Regions from separate parts of the Zea mays genome. Here region 1 is linked to region 2. Evidence: chromatin contacts called from public Hi-C data. All regions are on one chromosome and are shown on one strand. Each heading gives the region's core, a stretch centred on a gene start, on an enhancer-like site or on the middle of the called end of the contact. The rest is flanking DNA. Distances are from core to core; before and after follow the strand shown. Region 1 holds the start of LOC100381834 (F-box domain containing protein expressed). Region 2 holds the start of LOC100193229 (peroxisome assembly factor 1).

Region 1 (5,573 bases), core at 1,927-4,426, 690 kb after region 2:
CGGCGGCGCGCGCGGGGAGGCCGCGCGCCAGAGTATCCGGATGATGCCGCCGCCGCCGCCGCCGCCGAGGCCCGCGCAAGCGCCGCGGGAGGAGAAGGCGTGCCCGGGAGACGGCGGCACGGCGACGGCGACGGACGGCGCCGGCTCGTCCGTGCTCACGGTCGTGTCCAGCCTCTGCGGGAGCAACGGCAACCACGTGCAGGCGACGGCGCCGGGGGACGTCGCCAGGGCCCGCGACGTGCTGATGGTGACCTCGTCGTCGACGACGCGTTCCAGGTCATGCACCACCAAGAGCGAGCAGCCGGGTCCCGGGCCCGGCGCTGCCCGCCGGAGCGGCAAGAGGAAGCATAACGACGCCACCGATGCCGAGGTACGTACGTACATAAGTACATGGTACATTGCCCCGCCAGTGCCGGCCAGGCCTTTGCCCGGCCCGGCCCGCCGTCTTTTCGCAGCGCTGCGTCTGCGTCTACGTCTCCGATCGATGACACGGAGGAACACGTTTACGGCCGCGAATGCAGGACGTGGGGCTGGAGTGCGAGCCGGCGCAGAGGACGACGACTGCCAAGCGGCGCCGCGCCGCGCAAGTCCACAACCTCTCGGAGCGGGTAATTAAGGCCATTCCCACCCTTTCTCTGACAAACCCTTCCGTTACTTGTTTGGCCGGCCGGGCCGCCACCGGCCATTGCTAACTCTCGTCTGAATCCGGGTCCGGTGCAGAGGAGACGGGACAGGATCAACGAGAAGATGAAGGCCCTGCAGGAACTCATACCCCACTGCAACAAAGTAAAAAAAAACTCACATACCGAGATTTGGATGCTGTGATCTCCTTACACATGCACGGTTTCTCTCATCGCATTCGTATTTTCCAGGCGGACAAGGCGTCGATGCTGGACGAGGCGATCGAGTACCTCAAGTCGCTGCAGCTCCAGCTGCAGGTGAGCTAGCCGCTCTCCCCTACTCCCCTCCCATCCTCCTCTTCGCGCCAGAACAACCAAGGAAACTAACGTGTGAGTGACGTCTGCATTGCATTGCCCGCGCAGGTGGTGTGGATGGGCGGCGGCATCGCGGCGGCGGGGGTGCACCAGCGGACGATGGTGGCCGCGCCCGGGCGTCCTCCCCACGTGGCTTCCCTGCCGGCGTCGGCGCCCGACCTCTATACGCGCTACCTCGCCGTCGACCACCTGCCGCCACCGCCCTTGGTGCCACCGCCACGCACGGTTGAGCTGAGCAAGCCTCTAAACATCGATGAATTTTACCTATATATAATATACGCAGGTATACTTGGCTGCTAGCTGTTCGCTGACAGATTCCAGCACCACTGCCTGTAGGCGGCGGCGATGGGCTTGTACCCGCGCCAGAACCCCGTGCCGGCGACGTCGTCTCCTTCCTTCCGAACGACCGAAAATACGCGGTACGCGGCAGAATGATGTGGATGTGAACCAGTGAACGCGCGATGGAAACCTGTCGCCGTCCCATGGATCTCTTGGAGATCCGTCCTTTGGATAGCTCTGTCACACACGGAGCTACAAACTCCTCATCTTCCATGCACTTACTAAGAACTAATACAATTCACTTTATCCATCACTGACTTGATTTTATTACTGGATTTTTTTCCCTTTCTTTCAGAAAACTATGGCAAGCCTGAGATTCAGATCCGGGGTATGGTGACCAGCTGATGGGTCATCTAGCTGCATGCATGTGTGTATGTGTTGGTAGTATGGTTAAGCCTTGACAGAGACTTGTGATCGAGACCGAGATCGACCGATAGGCCGTCACTTCTTTTTTCTTCCATCTTTCAGTTTTTGGTTGATAGGCCGGAGTGTAATTTGACCAGTGGTCGAGATTTGTCAAGCGACACAATTCTTTTGTCACTATATATTACTGTTCCTACTTCACACCTTCATTTCCTTCCTACTTCACAATTCCTAGTTTAATACTTACACCTTCATGACACAATTCTTTTGACACAATGCATTATTTGTGCATTGCACATCCCTTTGAAGTTCTTTTTTTTTTTTTTTGCTCTTGTCTGCAAGTATTGCAAAACTGTCTGTATCTATGTGCATGTCAGTCGATTTTGTTCGCTTTTGTGTTCAGTTTGGGTTGACCAGAAACTTGAGGTGAGCCGATTCAGTGGACCAGCTTTTTCCTGTGACTGGCACCGGATCGCCAAAAGACTTTTGGAAACATTCCTGTTTAGAACTTGCACGTACATAGTTTTTGAAACTATGTATTTCTAGATATTTATGTCTACGTATACTAGAAATAGTTTCTTCTTCTTTGCGTGCAGGATAACCATGCGAAAGACATCCTTGAGATGAACTTGCAGCGCTCCCTCCAAGCCTCCTCTTCTTCGGACTTGTCTGGGAGCAAGTGTAATAATAGAGGAGATTAAGGGACCAAAATTTCTTACTATTCAATCTTCTCCGTCACCCTTGGTCCCAACTCCCAAACCAGCCCCAAGTGTTCCAAAAGCTGAAAGGGACCTAGAGAAGAGGGGACAACCAACCCAAGAAAATTTCAGCACGACTCACAATCAGGAGGCGGTAACGGGCCATAAACTTTACACTATAATAAAAATGTAAGGATTCGATTGAATTATGATCGGTTTTTTTGTTTTTATTCAATTTTAAGCTAAAAGTAACTAAGGGATTAAATAAACCGTGAAGAAATATTTGCATCACGATCTATATATATCTAGTGTATATATTAAATCATCACCACTTATCTTATATCTAATAAATCTAGTTGTTTGATATATTTTACTAAGGATACTCTCTGACGTGGTGGAAGATGTTATTTGTAAATTATAATGATCAATCAGAGATGTTAGATCTGAGATAGATAGTGATGATTTAATAAGTGCACCATATATATTAAGGTTTAATGTGCACTGGATATATCTTTATTATATGTATTACCACTCCTGCTCACAAACTCATCCAGAGGAAGAGATGTTCTACAGTTTCTTCAACAGAGTTATTGCACATGGCACAATTGTAGGACTGAATGTGCATGTTTTTTAGGCTCCATGAAGCCTACAAAGCGTGCGGGCTAATAGCATCGAGGCCCAAGGCCCAGGCAAGCATACTGCACTGCACGCAGGTGACACAGGCTGACAGCCTGCTTTAAAAAGATTAATCGGTTTACAACCAAACCAGCTGCGGTCTCCCTCCCAAACGAACGGCCAAACCATTTCGTCTTCCTGCCTCCGACCGACCGAAAGGACGGGAACGTCTGCACAAGGCAGAAGCAGCCGCGGCGACAACAGGGGTGAGCCCTCGAATCGGAATCACCCTCATCCTTTGCTCGATTGCATCCTTCTCCTTCGTGTCGGTCGCCGTGATCGGAGCCCCGGTTTGGTTGGTTCCCGCATCACCGTCTAGTGCCGTGTTCCCCCGTAGCCGGTTTCGCTGCCGCGTTTGCATTCCACAGGGTAGGATCGAGCCGGCAGCTGTGCGGTTGGCGAGGAGCAGTCCCCATCCCATCCCCCACCGCCCTCCGATCCGAGCGCGTGGACAAGTTGCCGAGGCGGAGAGAGAATGGAGGCACTAAAGCCGGAGCGGGTCGTCGACGACGCCGCGGCGGACTTCATCTGCGACGCCCCCTCCAACGCCCTCGACGAGATCCTCGTCCGCCTGTCGCCCAAGTGGACCCTCCGCATGCGGTCGGTCTGCAGGGCGTGGCGCGACAAGCTGGACCACTGGGCCACCCGGTCCCGGCGCAAGAACCCGCCGCAGCCGCTGCTCTGCTTCGACCGCGTCGCCTGCCCCGACCGCTACGTCCGTCTCACGGACTACTGCGTCGAGTCTCTCGACCTCCGCTCCGGCAGGCCGCACCACGTCCTACGGTTCACCGCCAGCGACTACTACGAGGCCGCCGGGGCCCGTGACGACGACGACGACGACCCGCCCGGCGACACCGAGCCCGAGGTCTCCCGTGTCGTCGACTACGCGAAGATGGAGAGGGAGAACTACGCGGACGGGTTCAAGCAGATGGTCCTGCTCCACGCTTCCGTCGACGGCTACCTCCTCGTGTCCTTCTCCTTCGACTGGTACGTGATCAACCCGGCGACGCGCCACTGGGCCTCCATTCCGGACCTCACGCTCTGGAACGTGATCGGCTTCTACGAGCACTTCTCTTCCGGCGAGTACCGCGTGCTGTGCAGCGGCGGACGCACGCGTACCAGTAGTACCGTAGACGAAGGCCCGGAACGGTGGTACCACATCGTCACAGTGACCCGGCCCGTGCAGTGGCGGTCCATCGGGCGGCCCATCGCGCGGCACGTGCCCCGGGACCACGGGCTAGCGGCGGGGGTGCGGATGGCCGGCGTCTCCCCGCCCGTCCAGCTGAGGCACCGCCACCTGCACTGGCCGCCGCAGAAGAGCCAGGGGTACCGCATACTGGTGTTCGACATATGGGTCGATGCGTTCAGCTGGAAGGAGCCTGCTCCCGTGACAGACATGGACCAAAAGGACATGGCGCTGCTCGAGTTCCCCAACGGCCGCCTCGGCATGTCCGTCTCCGGGAAGAACTTGGCGACGGTAGAGCTCTGGCGTCTGGAGGACTATCATAACGAGCTCTGGGTCCTCGCGTACCGGATCCAGCTGCCACTCCCGTGGATGCGGCTTATGCAGGACGACGACTGCTGGATCCCCCCGTCCGTTGTCTCGGCCGATGGGGATGTGCTGATCCTGTCCGGGCGCTGGCTCTTGCACTGTGACAGGAACGGGAATCTGCTGCGCGAGTTTGGGCTTCCTCATGTTCGGAGGATGCTGCCTATTAGGCACGTGCTGAGGGAGAGCCTCGTCCAGCACCGGACGTTCCTGAATCCCAAGCCTGCTCGTGAACCGCCGTTCTTCCGTTGGCTGTGTGGTGATCCCAGCTGGTGAAGCACCGGACTTTCAGCATCTATTGCTTTACATCATGCCGCGCTTCATACCAATGAAGCCTGACTGTCTCTGAAACTATAGCTTCTTCTTCTTGACTTTGGTTGTAAGAAATACTAAGTTTCGATAGCATGCGTGGTGGGTGTTTGGGACTGTGATTGAACGCGAGAGGTTCAGGTGCTGCTATATTTGAGTATTTTGGCTGGATAGCACCCCTGTCCACTTTTCCTCGACTTTGGGAGTGGATGTTTGATTCTGCAGTTTGACCGTTTCTCGGAACTCACTGCGATGATTTTTTTTCTCGTGAAATTTTCACTGTTTTTTACCTTTTCTCCTGAAATTGCTATAATCTTTTGTCTCTCTCTGGCGCGGTGGATCCCTCACGACCGTGTACAATCACCGAGTCGTGTCACCAACAAATTCTCTGGGTGATCACCAAGCTCCAATCACCACTGAGCCGTCTAGGTGATGCCGATCACCAAGAGTAATAAGCCGTAGACTTTCACTTGACCAAGAGAAGACTAATGCATGTTGTGTGTGCTTTAGGTGGCTCTCATGTTCACTAATGATGTCCTAACATGTGATTATGATTTTGCTAATCATCTCACTATGCTTTTTAGACTTGCAATGCTCTAGCAATGAATTCTAGTTGGTTGGACAGCAAGATAATAACTATGGCTC
Region 2 (5,382 bases), core at 1,631-4,130:
ATGGGTATTCATTTCTTTTCTAAAAGTCGTTTTCCCCTTGTACTCCATGGCTAAATTGAAAGGGGCTTGGATGAAGGCTTCAATAGAAATAATATATAACACCATCATTATAAATTGATTTTTACTCACAAGCCTTCCCTGCACTATGAGGCGGCTGTTACATTTTTTTATTCGAATGAAACTTGAACATAAATCCTTGTGAACCTTCTATTTCCTTCAATAGTTTACAAGCATGGTAATGTAGTTCTATCAAAACTATCATGTTTTGTTTTGCTTAACCATTTGTACAAATTGCAGGATGAGGAGTATTATTGATGATTTAAAATAGAGCCATGATTTTGCACACCTAAGGATTGGTACAACAGTTATTTCCTTTTTAATTCAGGTGCCAAATATGAAATATGACCCCCTCCCAACAAAAAAATGATGCGTAGGCATTAGACGACAACCTGAGGAGCTGGGTGCTATCAGTTTGGTTCTGCAGTCATTCACCAAACAAGAAAAGGAAGAGGTTTGCACAACAGAACATAGTGCAAAACTGAAACAGAAAGACATTTTCATAAGCCATTGCAAGCATCTCTCCCTTGAAATAGACATCACAAAAATCATGTGTATCATTGAAACGAAGCACGGACTCGCAGGTCGATTAAATTACCCGAAAACTCAAAGAAAAATTCATGCCGTGAGCAGCGAGCAGATTTCATACCTCATTAGACATGATGGGCGAAGAAGGGGGCGTTGGATGGTGACGTAGGAGGTACCTGGATGGAGAGGGCAGCCGCGGCGGCACAACAAAGGTGTCTGTGGAGCTGGTTCTCCTCGGAGACCTTCTGCAGCAGCGTGTCACATGTGATCTCCTTCGTGCTGGACCCCCATAGGGACACCTATAGAAGTGGAAAAGCAATAGTGAGATAGCGAGGGAGGGAGGGGGCTACGGAGGGCGAGAGGAAGGAGGTGGGGAGGGACCTGGCGGTTGCCGGTGGGGGCACCGACATCGCTGGCGGATAGAGGATGCAGGTAGGTGGTTGACGGTCGCGGATGGCGGGTGCGGTTCCTGTTGTTGCCGGCGCCCTCGGTGTAGTGGCCCTTGGCCCAGTTGTTGCCGGCGCCGGACTGGAAGACGAAATTGTCGGGGCGGAAGATCTGGCCGAAGGGGCCCGAGCGCACGGAGTCCATGGTGCCGGGCTCGAGGTCCATGAGGAGTTGAGGACGGCGCGTGTGCCAGCAACCGAGCGGGTCCTCCACCATCTCCTGCACCGCGCGCTGCACCACCGATCCAACGGCGTGGCTAGGTGGCGCAACCGTCGATCCGAAGGGGAGCCATGGCCCAGCGAGGAGACAATGTCGGTTGGAGCAGGGCACGGGCGGAGGCGCCAGGGAGCGGGATGCGGTATCCAGGGGCGGCAAGCGCCGCTAGGGTTTCGTGCCCAACAAGGCGGCGGTGATGGCAGGTCCAGCGAGGCGTGGGAACGGAGTCTTGGGGAGGTCCAGAGCGAGGGAGAGGGTGCGCCCGACGGCGGAGGTGGAGGCGGAGGGAGGGAGCGGTTGCCAGCGTGCGGAGGAGAACTGCGAACGGGAGGGGGCAGAGGGAGCTTCGCGTGGACGGGGAAGGGGCAGACGGGAGGCGACGCACGCACGACGGCTGACGGGCGACGCACGCAAAACAACGATGTGGGATGGACGGTGGAGATTGAGGATCGGCAGAACGGCAGAACGTAAGGGAGGCAGACTACTCTTACCTTCTTAATAAGTAGTACATATTTGTCTCATGGTGTTCCAGGGTCCAAGGATAAAGATATTATCAATATTTCTAGAGAAAGAGAAAGTAAAGTCACATCTTCAGTCTATGCAGGCTGTTTATTCAGTTTATTCAGTTTCAGTCAATAAGGCTTAGCTTGTAGTGTGTGTGGTCTGAAGCTTGCATGTGCATGTAGAGACTGTTTCTTCGACTTGTGCAGACTGTGCAGTTTTCAACTTGTTTCTTCAGTTGTTTAAGATTGTGCAGACATGTGCTCGTCTCTACTTTGTCAAAAAAAGATAGCGTTATTCAGACTGCAGTTTTCAGCTTGTTTGTTGATTGGGTTTATTCAGTTTTCAGTTTTGAGATAGCGTTATTCAGTTTTCAGTTTTTAGATAGTGTTATTCAGTTTTCAGTTTTCAGATTATTATGGAATAAACGAACAAATATTTGTTGATTGAGTTTAGGGATTGAATTCCTCAATGGATTGGGTGGAAAGCTTGATTCATCCAAACCATATATGAAAAAAATACAGCCCCATAAAATTCCTATGGTGCCGAACAGGGCCAAGATTCTGTTAAGACTGGGTTGGGAATTTACTTGTGCTATAGGCCCTGTTTGGCACAACTTATTTTCAGCTTATTCACAAATTTAAGCCGAAGTTCTGCCAAACAGATAGCTTCTGCAGCAGCTTATCAGTTCAGCTGCTTCTCCAAATGAACTAAAAGCAATAAGCAGAAGCTGCTTTTTACCAGCTTATCAGATAAGCTGCTTTTTCAACAAGCAGCAGCTGTACCAAACAGGGCCATAATAGCTTCCCCACGTGAGAGATGCCCAAGGAATGTCTTCTTTGTTGAAGAATTTGTAAACATACATGATAGATAAATTAGAATACCATATGTCTCATTATATTTCGTGCCCATGGTCTTATTGGATAATCTTATCAGGGCTAATTTAGAAAATCTATTTTCTCAACGAAATTCTATTTTTCCAAAAAAATTAGTTTATATTTTAAAAAAATAGAAATCACTTGGAAAAAAATATAGTTCTCAAACAGATTCCCTTATGCCCTCAACAGATTCCCTTTTTTCAACAGTTTTTTTTGAGGCAGACAACATGCACCCCCCCACCCCGCACCCAACCCCACAAAAAAAAAGGCCGTGTAAAAAAGGGAAAAAGAAAAAACCAGAGCAACGCAGCCGCAGGCTGGGTGAGCGGCGCGGGTCTTCGTCGGCCGGCCCCTTCACCGGTGGCGAGCATCCACCAGACCACCAGGTACGCCCCCACTCCTTTCGCTTCCCTGTGCGGAACCGAGGCACCCCAAATCTAAATCTACACTTTCCGATTCGCAACCGTTACATGCATATTATACCCAGTAATTACAATTTCACCCCTCCAAACAGTGGATGCGCCCCTGCCCCCCATGCCCCAGGTCGAGTCGGCCACTGCCTCGGAGGCGCCGCCGCCGCAGGACGCATGGCTCGTCGAGCTCGGCAGTCGCCTCCCGCAGTGGGAGTCGCTGCGGGATTCCTCCAAGGTACAGTCTACAGATGCCCCTGTTTTCTCCCATCCTAGGGTTTGTTCTGCTGTATGGTAGCGCTTTGAGATGCCACATAATTTCTAAGTTCTACGTGATGTGAGGTGCTGGAGATGGAGACTCGAAATCCCTCGCAAGCATATGGGATTTTAGTTTCCCCGAGGGCGAGGTCAACTAATTTGATTATTGCTAATTGTCGCTAGATTTTCTGTTCTGGGTATGGTTTTGCTTATGTAGATAGGTATGGAATGTCTCAAGCACTCGGAGGCATTATTTAGTTGTGAATTATGATGGTTGTTAATTCTGGTGTTGCTGCTGGCTCCTGGTTCTTCATTTTACTAACATGAAAAGGCTTAGAGGTTCTTAAGTAAAACAAGTTTTGCGATTGTCTGTCAGAACAGGCAGTGGCGGACCCAGGATTTCTTCAAGTCTAGGCAAATCGAGAACTAGGCAAGACAATGATGCTTGCAGTTGCAGGCCCTGAGAACAAGCATGATGCTTGCAGTTGCAGGCACCTAGCGCACTTAGGGGGTGTTTGGTTCCCAACTACTAAACTTTAGAACTTTTAGTCCCTAAAATAGGCAAATAGCAAACAGGGTGAGTAAAATAGCTCTTCCAAATAGGATTTATAGGGACTATAGTTTAGTCCCTAAAGTTTAGTAGGGTGACTAAAGGAACCAAACACCCCCTTAATTTGGGATGTAATGCCATTTTTTTTCTTACGCAGGTCATTATCCCGATTTCAATATCTAGGGTGAACCAGTTTGATGCTGCAAGGCTAGATGTTGAGATGTCGGCCATGTTGAAAGAGCAGCTAGTCAAAGTGTTCTCTTTGATGAAGGTGCTTGCTTTATTAACTTTGCTGATTTTTGTGTTGTTTGAGGCTTGCATAGAACTTAAGTGTGCTGCTAACTGTTGCTTTCAGTTTTGATGCCTTCTTTTCATATCAGCCAGGACTCTTATTCCAATATGAGCCTGAACTTGATGCTTTCCTTGAGTTCCTCATCTGGAGGTTCTCAATTTGGGCTGACAAGCCTACCCCTGGCAATGCACTGATGAACCTGAGGTACAGAGATGAGCGGGCAGCACCCATCACTGGAAAAGAAGGTATCTCTATCAAAGTTTATTTCAATATTTTTCTGACAGCCACTACCAGGGGGCATAGGAACTAGGATGTGCATCACTGCATTGTTTTTCTTACTGCTGCACACAATTAGAAAGTTACTAGTTTATCTCATAATCTGTTAGTTCGTTATTACTCATGATTAGTTGAGTATCTTTATTATTGTAAAAAAGTTGCATATGTTTAATATTCTTTGTTTATGGATATGCTCCTTAGTATTCATGTCTTCCACCATCTACATAAAAGATAGGACTGTCACAATGTATCCTTTATGTTCAAACAATGAAAATGGCTAACCATCTGCATTCTCTTGTCTAAAGTTTTCTTCATCTATGTCCATCCTCTTATGTTCAAGTGTCTCTTCCCCTCAATATGCACCCTTTTGCTCCCCTTATCATATTTACATGAACACATCAAATTACAGCTTGGTTGGAGCTTTTTTTTTGCATTGCATGCTATAGGCATTCTCATTGCCTTTATAAAAGCAAAAGTTGAAGTTAACTCTGCAATTGAACTGGATCACGCCTTTGTAATCTTATACACATTAGCTCATTTGTAACATTCCCAGGAGTTTATTTGCTACCGCTTTGTGTTGTTGGCTACTGATATGTAGATGAGTATTATCTGAGCAACATCTAATGGGTTCCATTTGCTTTTCAGTTAGAACAGGTTTGGAAGGACCTGGGCTTTCTGTTTCTCAAAAGATATTTTATTGTATTAGCTTTGTTGGTGGCCAATATGTATGGTCACGATTACAATCTTTTTCTGCTTTCCGTCGATGGGGCGATTCTGAACAGGTTAACCCTGACTCCTTCCTGAAAACTTACAATTATAGTTCACTGGTTTTAGTATAACTTAATATTAATTTTTCTATTTCATGATGTAGAGACCACTAGCTCGCCGTGCTTGGGCGTTGATGCGGAATGCTGAAGTATTTTATAGGGCTGCTTCATTCTTTAACCTATTATTGTTTCTTTATGGTGG

The links. Hi-C and Micro-C count contacts between places; a contact is called where the count stands out from the background.
Region 1: a contact with region 2 is called in a Hi-C map of ear, with 2.5 times the contacts expected there. The contact joins the promoter of LOC100381834 here to the promoter of LOC100193229 in region 2. A contact is called at or near these places in 2 of 25 Hi-C or Micro-C datasets (ear and leaf mesophyll).

Annotation. Positions count from the first base shown.
Region 1 is chr1:176,944,545-176,950,117 of Zm-B73-REFERENCE-NAM-5.0, forward strand. LOC100381834 (F-box domain containing protein expressed) reads left to right here and starts at 3,177. Exons shown (of 1, transcript NM_001174626.1): 1 at 3,177-5,100. The coding sequence starts at 3,546. The coding sequence ends at 4,895. LOC100280260 reads left to right here. Exons shown (of 8, transcript NM_001361492.1): 3 at 1-608; 4 at 721-786; 5 at 873-938; 6 at 1,044-1,220; 7 at 1,332-1,414; 8 at 1,630-1,861. The coding sequence ends at 1,671.
Region 2 is chr1:176,257,150-176,262,531 of Zm-B73-REFERENCE-NAM-5.0, forward strand. LOC100193229 (peroxisome assembly factor 1) reads left to right here and starts at 2,881. Exons shown (of 9, transcript NM_001371637.1): 1 at 2,881-3,013; 2 at 3,142-3,275; 3 at 4,003-4,116; 4 at 4,226-4,382; 5 at 5,059-5,195; 6 at 5,285-5,382. The coding sequence starts at 3,162.